Linked DNA regions of Mus musculus: region 1 is linked to region 2. The links are chromatin contacts, called in public HiChIP or PLAC-seq maps. All regions are on one chromosome and are shown on one strand. The core of a region is the stretch at or near the end of the contact, and the rest is flanking DNA. Distances in the headings are between cores, read along the strand shown.

The links. HiChIP or PLAC-seq counts read pairs in DNA pulled down with a chosen protein or histone mark.
Region 1: an H3K27ac HiChIP or PLAC-seq map of embryonic stem cells shows a contact between it and region 2, with 2.6 times the contacts expected there. The contact joins two enhancer-like sites.

What each region holds. Positions count from the first base shown.
Region 1 is chr4:19,136,251-19,142,058 of GRCm38.p6, forward strand. It overlaps Gm42258 (a long non-coding RNA gene), which reads left to right. Exons shown (of 5, transcript XR_881142.1): 4 at 1,145-1,186; 5 at 1,414-1,482. Among named protein-coding and RNA genes, the nearest start is that of Gm42258, 17 kb to the left of the region's middle. Within about 2 kb of position 1,616, at least 8 of the 459 cell types and tissues checked have an H3K27ac peak or open chromatin away from gene starts, as enhancers often do. A contact at or near this core is called in embryonic stem cells, where this site is marked.
Region 2 is chr4:18,465,597-18,471,023 of GRCm38.p6, forward strand. No RefSeq gene overlaps it. Among named protein-coding and RNA genes, the nearest start is that of Mmp16, 620 kb to the left of the region's middle. Within about 2 kb of position 2,420, at least 3 of the 459 cell types and tissues checked have an H3K27ac peak or open chromatin away from gene starts, as enhancers often do. A contact at or near this core is called in embryonic stem cells, where this site is marked.

The DNA of each region.
Region 1 (5,808 bases), core at 366-2,865, 670 kb after region 2:
AACATTTAAAAACCAGCCACACAGTGTTATGGTATGATATGAATTATTCTTCAAGGGGCCATGGAAGTATTTCTCAGGTCAGGTTTTATAGGATTACTTTTCAAAATTGACATAAATATAAGGAAACAACTAAGCTTCTAAAGTCTTATAATCCAGTACAATAAAAGTGATGTCACATTACATTTTTTCATGACTAATATTTTCTTCTTGCTAATAACTGAGAACAAAAATGACAATGCATCTTATTTAAAGAAATGAGAAAACTGAATGTTTGGTAGGTATTCAGAAAAATATCCTCTTTCTAAACACATATATTATTTCCCTCACAGTTGAAATTGTGCATGGATTATTTGAAATTCTAAGTCAATGGTTAACTACTTTTCATATTGAAAAGGTCAATGAATCTGAACCTCTCTTCAGATAAACAATGAGGTCTTTTATCCACTAGGTCTTGAATTTGTGCAGGGTCATTAATAGGGTTCGATTTGCATTCTTCTACAAGATAACATACAATTTGATCAGCTTGATTTATTGATGATTCTGTATTATTTTCCAGTGTAGACCTCTGGCTACTTTATCAAAATGAAGATGTCCAAATATGTTTGAATTTGCACCTGTAACTTCAATTTGATTCCACTAATCAATCTATTTTTATACCAATCCATTGTAGTTTTTATTACTGTACTATACTGTACTGTACAGTTTGAAATCAGAGATGGTGATAATTCCAATAGTTCTTTTATTATTCAGGATTATTTCAGTTATATTGGTTTCTTTGCTTTTTCCTATAAAGTCACATATTGTCCTTTCAATATCTGTGAAGAATTGTGTTGGATTTTCTATGGCAATTGCATTGAAGCTGTAGATTTCTTTTACTAGGGTGGCCATTTTCACTATGCTAATTCTACTGCTTATAAACATGGTAAATCTCTCTATTTTGATATCCACCTCAATTTCTTTCTTCAAAGACTTAAAGTTTTTATCATATAAGTCTTTGACTTGCTTGGATAGAGTTACCCGAAGGTATTTTATGTTATTTAAGGCTGTTGTGAAAGATGTTGTTTCATTCATTATTTCCTTAGTCCATTTGTCATTTATATATAAGTAAGCTACTGATTTTTTTTTTTTTAAATCTTGTATCCAGCCACATCAATGAAAGTATTGAACATCCACAGGAGATTCCCAGGTGAAATTTTTAGGCCCACTTATGCAAATTATCATATCATCTGTAAATAACAATACTTTAACTGCTTCCTTTCCAAATTGTATCCCCTCTATCTCCTTAAATTGTCTTATTGCTTTAGCTAGAACTCAAGTATTTTTTATTAGACATTTTCTTTATTTACACTTTAAATGTTATCCCCTTTCCTAGTTTCTAAAATCCTCTATCCTCTCCCCTGTAACCTCCCACAGCCTGAAACAGGCTGATCAAGACTTTGACCTTGCTGCCACTAAGAAGGAGACCACCTGGGGTGGAGCCTTCCTGCCTAGATGGCTCTATTGTTCTGCCACCTGCCACTGCTCCTCCAAGACACTGCTACCTACTGAGAGGCCCCTGAGATATTCTGGAGACTACACTCTATCCTGCAGTCTTCACCTGAAGCTGGTTCCAGGCACCAAGAATGGATTAGCAGGGGATGGGCCTCCCCCTCCACAGCCCCTTTATAAGCACAGATTGCTATTAAACATTGGAGCCTTGATCAGGAACCTTGACTTGGCTCCATTATTTCTCTCCACCACCTAGTTTCTGTCTTTTCAGTCCCAGTTTGCCTTCTAGGAGTAACCCCAGTCCATGTGAGCCTCGGGCCAGCTCCCAACACTCCTCACCTAGCCCTGCTCCCAAAACCACCCACTCCCACTTCTTGGCCCATGCATTCCCGTACACTGGGGCATAGAACCTTCACAGGACCAAGGGACTCTCCTCCCATTGATAACCGACTAGGCCATCCTCTGCTATTTATGCAGGTAGAGCCATGAGTCCCACCATGTGTTTTCTTTGATCGGTGATTTAGTCCCAGGTAGCTCTAGGGATACTGGTAAGTTCATGTTGTTGTTCCTCCTACCCTTTCCTACTCCTGCAAACTCCTACAGCTACTTGGGTATTTTCTCTAATGTCTTCATTGGGGACCCTATGCTCTATCCAATAGATGGTTTTAAGAATCCACTTCTGTAGTTCTCAGGCACTGGCAGAACCTCTCAGGAGACAGCTTTATCAGACTACTGTAAGCAAACCTGTTCGAATCTGCAATTGTATATGGTTTTGTTGGGCATTTATGGGATGGACCCCAGGTAGGGCAGTTTCAAGATGGTCATTCTTTCAGTCTCTGCTCCGAACATTGTCTCTGTAAATCCTTCCATGGGTATTTTGTTCCCCCTTCTAAGAAGGATCGAAGTATTCACACCTTGGTCTTCTTTCTTCTTGAGTTTCATGTGATTTGCAAATTGTGTCTTGGCTATTCTGAGCTTCTGGGCTACTATCCACTTACCAGTGAGTGCATATCATATGTGTTCTTCTGTGACTGGGTTACCTCACTTACGATGATATCTTCTAGATTCATCCATTTGCCTAAGAATTTCATAAATTTGTTGTTTTTAATAGCTGAATAGCACTCCATTGTGTAAATGTACCACATTATTTGTATCCATCCTCTGTTGAGGGGCATCTGAGTTCTTTCCAGCTTCTGGCTATTATAAATAAGGCTGATATGAACATACTGGAGCATGTGACATAATTACTAGTTGGAACATATACTGGGTACATGCTCAAGAAAGGTATTGCTGGATCTTCCGATAGTACAGTGTCTAATTTTTGAAGGAACCATCAAACTGATTTCCAGAGCATTTGTACCAACTTGCAATCCCATCAGCATTGGAGGAGTGTTCCTTTTTGTCCATATCATTGCAAGCATCTGCTGTCATGTGAGTTTTTGATCTTAGACATTCTGACTGGTTTGAGGTGGAATCTCAGGGTTGTTTTGATTTGCATTTCCCTAATAATTAAGGATATTCAACATTTTTTAATGTGCTTATCAGCCATTCAGTTTGCCTCAGTTGAGAATTCATTGTTTAGCTCTATACCCTATTTTTAATAGGGTTATTGGGTTGTCTGGAGTCTAACTTCTTGAGTATTTTGCATTTATTAGGTATTAGCCCCCTATCAATTTTAGGATTGGTAAAGATTTTTCTCAGTCTGTTGTTGGCCTTTTTTTTCTTATTGACAGTGTCTTTTGCCTTGCAGAAGCTTTGCAATTTTATGAGGTCCCATTTGTTGAATCTCAATCTTACAGCACAAGCCATTGCAGTTCTGTTCAGGAATTTATCCCCTGAGTCCATATCTTCAATGCTTTTCCTCACTTTCTCCTCTATAAGATTTAGTGTCTGTGGTTTTATGTGGAGTTCCTGGATCCACTTAGACTTGAGCTACATACCAGGAGATAAGAATGGATCACTTCTACATGGGAACAGCCAGTTGAGCCAGCATCATTTGTTAAAAATTCTGTCTTTTTTCCACTGGAATGTTTTGGCCCCTTTGTCAAAGATCAAGTGACCATAGTTGTGTGGTTTCATTTCTGGGTCTTCAATTCTATTCCACTGATCTACCTGTCTCTTGCTGAACCAGTACCATGCAGCACCAGTACCAGAGTAATTGCTCTGTAGTAAAGCTTTAGGTCAGGGATGGTGATTCCACCAGAGGTTCTTTTATCATTGAGAAGAATTTTTGCTATCCTAGGTTTTTTGTTATTCCAGATGAGTTTGCAAATTGTCCACTCTAACACAGTGAAGAATTGAGTTGGAATTTTGATGGGAATTGCATTGAATCTGTAGATTGCTTTTGGCAAGCTAGCCATTTTTACTATCTTACAGATCTTTCACTTGCTTAGTTAGAGTCACACCATGGTATTTTATATTATTTGTATCTATTTTGAAGGGTGTTGTTTCCCTCATTTCTTTTTCAGCCTGTTTATCCTTTCTTTTGGGAAAGGCCACTGATTTGTTTGAGTTAATTTCATATCCAGCTACTTCACTGAAGTTATTTATCAGGATTAGGAGTTCACTGGTAGAATTTTTGGGGTCACTTATGTATACTATCACATCATCTGCAAATAGTGACATATTAACTTCTTCCTTTCCAAATTGTATCCTTTGATCTCCTTTTGTTGTCTAATTTCTCTGGCTAGGATTTCAAGTATAATATTGAATAGGTAAAGAGAGATTGGGCAGCCTTGTCTAGTCCCTGATTTTAGTGTGATTACTTCAAGTGTCTCTCCATTTAGTTTGATGTTGGCTACTTGTTTGCTTTATGCCGCAGACCCTCTGGGCCTCTCGGCTTGTCAAGCTGACTCGACCAGAGTGCGTGGCAGCTTTATATTGCTTTTATTATATTTAGGTATGGGCCTTGAATTCCTGAACTTTCCAAGGCTTTTATCATAAATGGGTGTTGGATTTTGGCAAATGCTTTCTCAGCATCTAACAAGATGATCATGTGTTTTTTGTCTTTGAGTTTGTTTATATAGTGGATTACATTGAAGGATTTCCATATATTGAACCATACCTGCATCCCTGGGACGAAGGCTACTTGATCATGATGGATGATCATTTTGTTGTGTTCTTTGATTCAGTTTGACATAATTTAATTGAGTATTTTTGCATCAATATTCATAAGAGAAATTGGTCTGAAGTTTGCTTTCTTTGCTGGGTCTATGTGTGGTTTAGGTATCAGAGTAATTGTGGCTTCATAAAACGAATTGGATAGGATACCTTCTGTTTCTGTTTTGTGGATAGTTTGAGGAGTCTTGTTATTAGGTCTTCTTTGAAAGTTTGATAGAACTCTGCACTAAACCCATCTGGTCCTTGGCTTTTTTTGGTTGGGAGACTATTAAAGACTGTTTCTCTTTTTTTAGGGGATATGTGACTGTTTAGATTAATAATCTGATTCTGGTTTAACTTTGGTACCTTGTATCTGTCAAGTAAATTGTCCATTTCCAGCATTTTCAACAAATGGTACTGGCTCAACTAGCAGTTTTCATGTTAGAAGTGATCCATTCTTATCTCATTGTACAAAGTTCAAGTCCAGGTGGATCAAGGAACTCCACATAAAACCAGAGACACTAAAACTTATAGAGGAAAAAGTATGGAAAAGCATTGAAAATATAGGCACAGGGGGGAAATTCCTGAGCAGAATAGCAATGGGACCATTCAACAAATGGGACCTCATAAAACTGCAAAGCGTCTTAAAGCAAAAGACTGTCAATAAGACAAAAGGGCCACCAACAGATTAGGAAAGGGTCTTTACCAACCCTAAATCAGATAGGGGACTATTATCCAATATATACAAAGATCTCAAAAAGCTGGACTCCAGAAAACCAAATAACCCCATTAAAAATGGGGTACAGAGCTAAACAAAGAATTCACAACTGAGGCAAATCAAATGGTTGAGAAGCACCTGAAAAAAATGTTCAACATCCTTAATCATTAGGGAAATGCAAATCAAAACAAACCTGAGATTCCACCTCTCACCAGTCAGAATGGCTGGGATCAAAAATTCAGGTGACAGCAAATACTGGCGAGGATGTGGTGAAAGAGGAACACTCCTCCATTGCTGGTGGGATTGCAAGCTGGTACTCTGGAAATCAGTCTGGCAGTTCCTCAGAAAATTGGACATAGTTTACTGGAAGATCCACCAATACCTTTTCTGGGCATATACCCAGAATAAGTTCCAACTTGTTATAAGGACACATACTTTACTATGTTCAAAGCAGTCTTATATATAATAGCCAGAAGCTGGAAAGAACCCAGATGTCCCTCAAC
Region 2 (5,427 bases), core at 1,170-3,669:
TGAAAGAGTCTATGTAAACTGCTACAAATTTTTTAACCATAACGATCTTACAATTAGATTATGTAGTTACTAGAAATCATCCAGTTAGCTAGTCCTTATGCTTATAGGTAGGAAGGCACACATATTCTCCCATACATGTGAAAATACATTCAAGACTTAGACACTTTTAGAACAAGATGTCTGCCATTGTTATTCAAATAGAATCTCTTCCAGGGAAAAAGAAAGAAAGGAAATGACTAAAGTGTATGTCTCCTGTAAGTTTGGCCCACTTCTTTATTTTTCTCATGGCCATCTATCAACAGAGTAAAATGACTTTCACAGGCCTAAATACAGTTATAATTAATACGTCATAGAATATCTTAACGTACTAAAAACGGTCAGAATCCATGAAATACATACCCTAAATAATGTGATAGATAGGCAGATATTTCTAGAAAACTCTAAAACAATATTTCCCATTTCTTTTATGGTTCTCCAGAAAAAATAAAACTATGAAGTTTTTTGGTTTTTTTGCTTTGTTTTTTGTTTTGTTTTGTTTTGTTTTGTTGGTTTTTTGGTTTTTTGAGGGTTTTTTTTTTGGAATTTTTCCTCATTCTTTGTTGTTTTGGAATGTGTGAGATAAATTTCTTATTTCTTAATAGCCATACCTCAACTCAGCTCTGAATCAGCCAAAGTAAATTCTGAAATTCATGATTTCAGAAATCATTTATACTCTTATTTATTTATTTATTTATTTATTTATTTATTTATTTATTTCAGAGCCACCAATGAGTACTTACATTGGAAATCACCATTGGGAAGTGAGGATGAATAAGATGATAAGTGAGTAGTTGTGTTAGTTCATTCACTACTATAACAATACCTTCCACAATGACCTTAAGGGAGAAGCAGATTATGGCTCGTGCCTTTTAAAGTTTTATTCTCTGATTAATTGGTTCAATATTACATGCTTGCAATGAAACAGTAGATCATAGAAAGATCATATGCTGGAACTGTATGACAAGCCAAGGATCAAACAGAAATACCAGGGTCATAGCCCTTTCAAAGGCATACTGAAGAAGCCCCAATCGGTCCCACTTTTTTAAGTATCCAATAGCTTTCAATAAAACTTTTCTGGGATCAAGTTTTTAAAATCTGTCTTTGGGGAACATTCATGATCCAATTATAGCAGTAGTTAATACTAAATTAAGAAGCAATTCTCTCAGAGTTTTTATAATCAAGCCAGATATAGTCTTAGGAAGGAGTTACATGCGTTCACTATACAGTGTTATTAGCAAATCTTTGAAAGCTCATATACATACTAAGCTGTATTTAATACATGCTGTGAAGGAAGTAACAAAGAACCAATTAATTTACACCGTAAATATTGGGTTTTTAGTAGTTACATAAAATGTTATTGAAGATACATATCGAAATAATTAAGAGGGTTATCTTATGTGTAGGTAACTGAAGATCATTTCCCTTTTCATTTCCATGTGTGCTGTAACATTCCATGCCGGCTTCTATAGTTGTGTAGTTTAAACCATTTTAATAAGTTATTACTTCTTAATCACCTGTCAAGATGTAGCTAAAACAGAGGAGGAGGCAATCAATTCCACTTGAAACTTTAAGTTTGGAGATTAATCTTTAAAAGTAGAAATGTATAAGAGAATGCAGGAAATGGGAAAATACCAAGGCCTTAAAGTACAGATATTCAATAAGAAGTCTTCAATGAGCCATTTGTCATAAGGACCAATAGATAGATGTAGAGCAGGAGATCCTCTAGCCTGGGACAGAAATCTGGGCTGTCACATGTCAAGAGTAGACAACATAAGCTAAAGAGAAATCGAATGGTAGAGCTGAGAAGATGACTCAGCTGGAAAAGTGCTTGTTGGGCAGGATTTGTCCTCAAACCTACATAAAAATCTAGTCACAATGATGAGTACTCTTTATCCTAGCATTGGAGAGGTAGATACAGCGCTACCCCTGGGCTTGTCAGTGTCCAACCTAGTCTAACTGGTGAGCAACTCACCAAGATGTGGATGCTGACTTGGAAAAGAAAAAGTGCAATTTTTCTAAAGAATAACATTCAATGTTGACCTCTTGCCATCAAAGTCATTCACACTTATGCACTCACGAATTCTCAAACATATGAACACATACGCACAAAGAAATGCTTTCTCATTTGAGAGGATAGTGAACTTTGGAGTACATTGTCAGGGTATAGAAATGTCTTTATGTCTTTTCTATTGTGCTTACAACTAAGGAACTTCAAAGGATCCTGAATACCCTGACACTGAGTTTTATATAGGGGCGTTAGTATGAAAACACCTGGGCTAAAAATGCAAAACTTCTAGTGGAAGGTTAGGCCAGCTGGGACTGAGCACTGAAATGCATGCTTCACAGGGACCCATTCCTGGGTATGCAGCAAGTCTGGTTAGAGGACAGTAACTGCTACATCCATTCCAGTAGTCACAAGCGTGACAGGCCCCTAAAACCTGGGCGCTGTCCCGAGGTGAAAAGTTCATGGAAACTTAGTCTCCTGGAATCGTGGCATCCTGTATAAAGAATGCTCCAATGTCCTTGCTTTAGTTGGTAAATGGATCTGTGTGCTTTCCCTTAATATTTCTTTATTACAAGTGCTCCTAAGGATTGATACTTTGACATATAGCTAAGTTAGATTCCAGGCAGTCCTTGATTTGACCTTGGGCATGGATAACTAAGTCACTGCCCTACACAGAAATGTACCATTATCTAGGAAGAAGGAAGTTTGTGACCAAAAGAGGAACCAGAGTAGATACTTAGAACTAAAGATAGCTGAGTTACACCCATACACAATGGCCTAGGGGGAAGGTGGACTATACAATAGAATAGAGTAGCAACTATGGCAAGGGCACGAAGCCCTTGCCCCTGGCTTCTAAGATTAAGTGGACCTTAGGTGGAGCTGTTTTTGATCCCAGTTGTTAGCATTGAGTTTTACCCCAGTTGGTTCCTGCCTGTTCTTCCGTGTTTGCATTCCTCTATTTTGTGTAAGAATCAAGTACGCTCTTTGTACCTTGCAGGTGTGTCACCCAACTTCCCTATTTTCTTCTGTATAAAAAGTTTGAAGCTCAATTTGACAAATTACATTCAGATACACATTCCCTTGTGTTGAGTCTGTCTGTCAACTCCCACAGACTTCTTGCCCACCTGTGACCAGAGACTCGTTCCATGCAGACAAGGGACCAAGAGGGTCTGCAGCAAGCAACATTTGCTTATGAAGCTTGCCAATCTCTCTTTTGTAACTGTCAACAGGTAGACTCCATCCGCATAACTCTATAAGCAGCTCAGATCTTCAGATTGATTTAAACACTCAGGCCAAAAAGGTCATTTCTTGAATCTGGGATATTTGAGATTTTAGACCATTTAAATGTTACAATAAGTGTAAGTTTTGGGAAGATCACTGCTATACAGTATGGAAAGTGAACAGTAGCAGGTAAAAAGAAATCAATAAGATAACTATTCAGCAAAAGAAAAAAAAATGAAGACTATTCAGCTTCCAGATGAGAAAATGATAAACTCACTCTAAAAGTATAAGGCAATTTGTTTTTGAGGAAACTAAGAGAAAATGCATGAGTTGATGAGAGTTGAGATTATTTTCTTCTGCTTCCCTGAACTAATTTAAATTCATTTTAATGTTTTGTTTTTGTTCACTAATGTGTCATTAGTCTACTTAAAGATTTTCATTTTTTAGCATACTTTATTAACTTAAAAAATACAGAAAAAGTTGAACTCTCATTTTAACTTTATGAATTATTATTGACATGAAAACTCTGGTCTCATGAACTCAATCTATGAAGTTCACATCAAAAAAAAAAAGAATTTTTGTAAAGATTTTATTGCCTAAGTTTTTACTTCATAAGATATTTTTCAAGAGCAACCTCAGTAACTTGAAAGCCATCTGCTCCATACACTAAAATAATCCAACTAAAGCACAGAATTAAAAATTGGTATTCTCCCTATGGAAAAGAGTAAAATGATATAAGGTAATGGAATTCTACTGGAAATCCCAAGAACATTACATCTAAATGGGAGATACTTAACTCACACTTCTGCAAATCTGGACATTCAACAATGCAGACTTTCTGCATTGTGCTTAATATAAAGGGCAGTTTGTACTTCAAAGAGTTGGACAGAGAGATGCCCTAGTGGTTGAGGGCACCTTTTGTTCTTGCAGAATACTTGGATTCAGTTCCCAGCACTCCTGTGCTGGTTACTGTTAATTATTTTTCTTGGGGTTTCTTGGAAAGATACCTAAGGAAGAGAAAATGCTAAAGATGTTTAAGAATAGACTTAAGAACTGATCTAAATAAAATATTATAATGCAGCCAGGACTGACAGTAGTTATATTTTACTTCTTGGGTAGAGGGATCGCTAATAATTTGTTAGGAGGTTCATAAAACAACAATCAATGAATAAAATCAGTAAGCTATGCAGAGAGAAATTAAGAGCTATTGCTATCCATTTATTGAAAAAGTAAAAACAAATAAACAAACAAAAAAAAACAAACCAAAAAAAGAAGCTGGATTTTTAGTTACCCAAAAGTTCCATGTCAAACTAACAAATTACTCTAAAATGTCCTAAGCTAAGAAAACCTCCATGTGAAACCTCAATTCAAGTTGTTAAACAGAGCAGTCTAAGAGGATTTCAAAACAACATAGAATATTTCTTATGTCCCTAGTTGCCTCTCAGAGGTAGAGAGTAAGTATTTACTACTAAGTTTATTCCATGGTTTGGACATAGGACTTGAAAGATTCAAGTCGGCTCTATCCTGACACTATCCTTCTAGGATAGTAACTGAAGGAGGTCCATAAAATAAAAGAAAGGGAAGAAATTAACAGTCCCATCTATCAGTGACATGCATGAACCATGAGAATAAGCAACATGGCAAGATATTGCCAAAGATATAACAGTGACCAAGAGTTATAAGTTATATCTTGGCAGTAACCAACAGCTATGTAATTGTACTTAATGCCCACTCCACAAGGAAGAAACCTTGCCTGGTACTAGAATTCTATCCAACTATCTGAGACTAGTGAGGTCACACATCGTAGAGGATAGCCTATCATATCCACTTTACTATAATTCTAAACAGTACTCTAAAACGTGCTTGTACCACAGATACAGATAGCTCTCGCCTCTCATTAAATAAGCTTCTTTTCTCAGCTTTCCTCTTTCATTACAGAATTCTTCAACTAGTCATAATGCTGAACCTAACTGATTATGGGGAATCCAGTCCAAACAAATACAACTACAAGACAACTTCTTCATATAAAGGCCAAGGGCATTATAGAAAAGTGGGTAGGAATAGTGTAAAAGACAGAAGAGCTGGAAGTCTGCTGCAAGTTTATATTGCCTAGAACTATAAACTTTGCCTGAGAGGAAGTCTAAACCTATGATATTGCATCG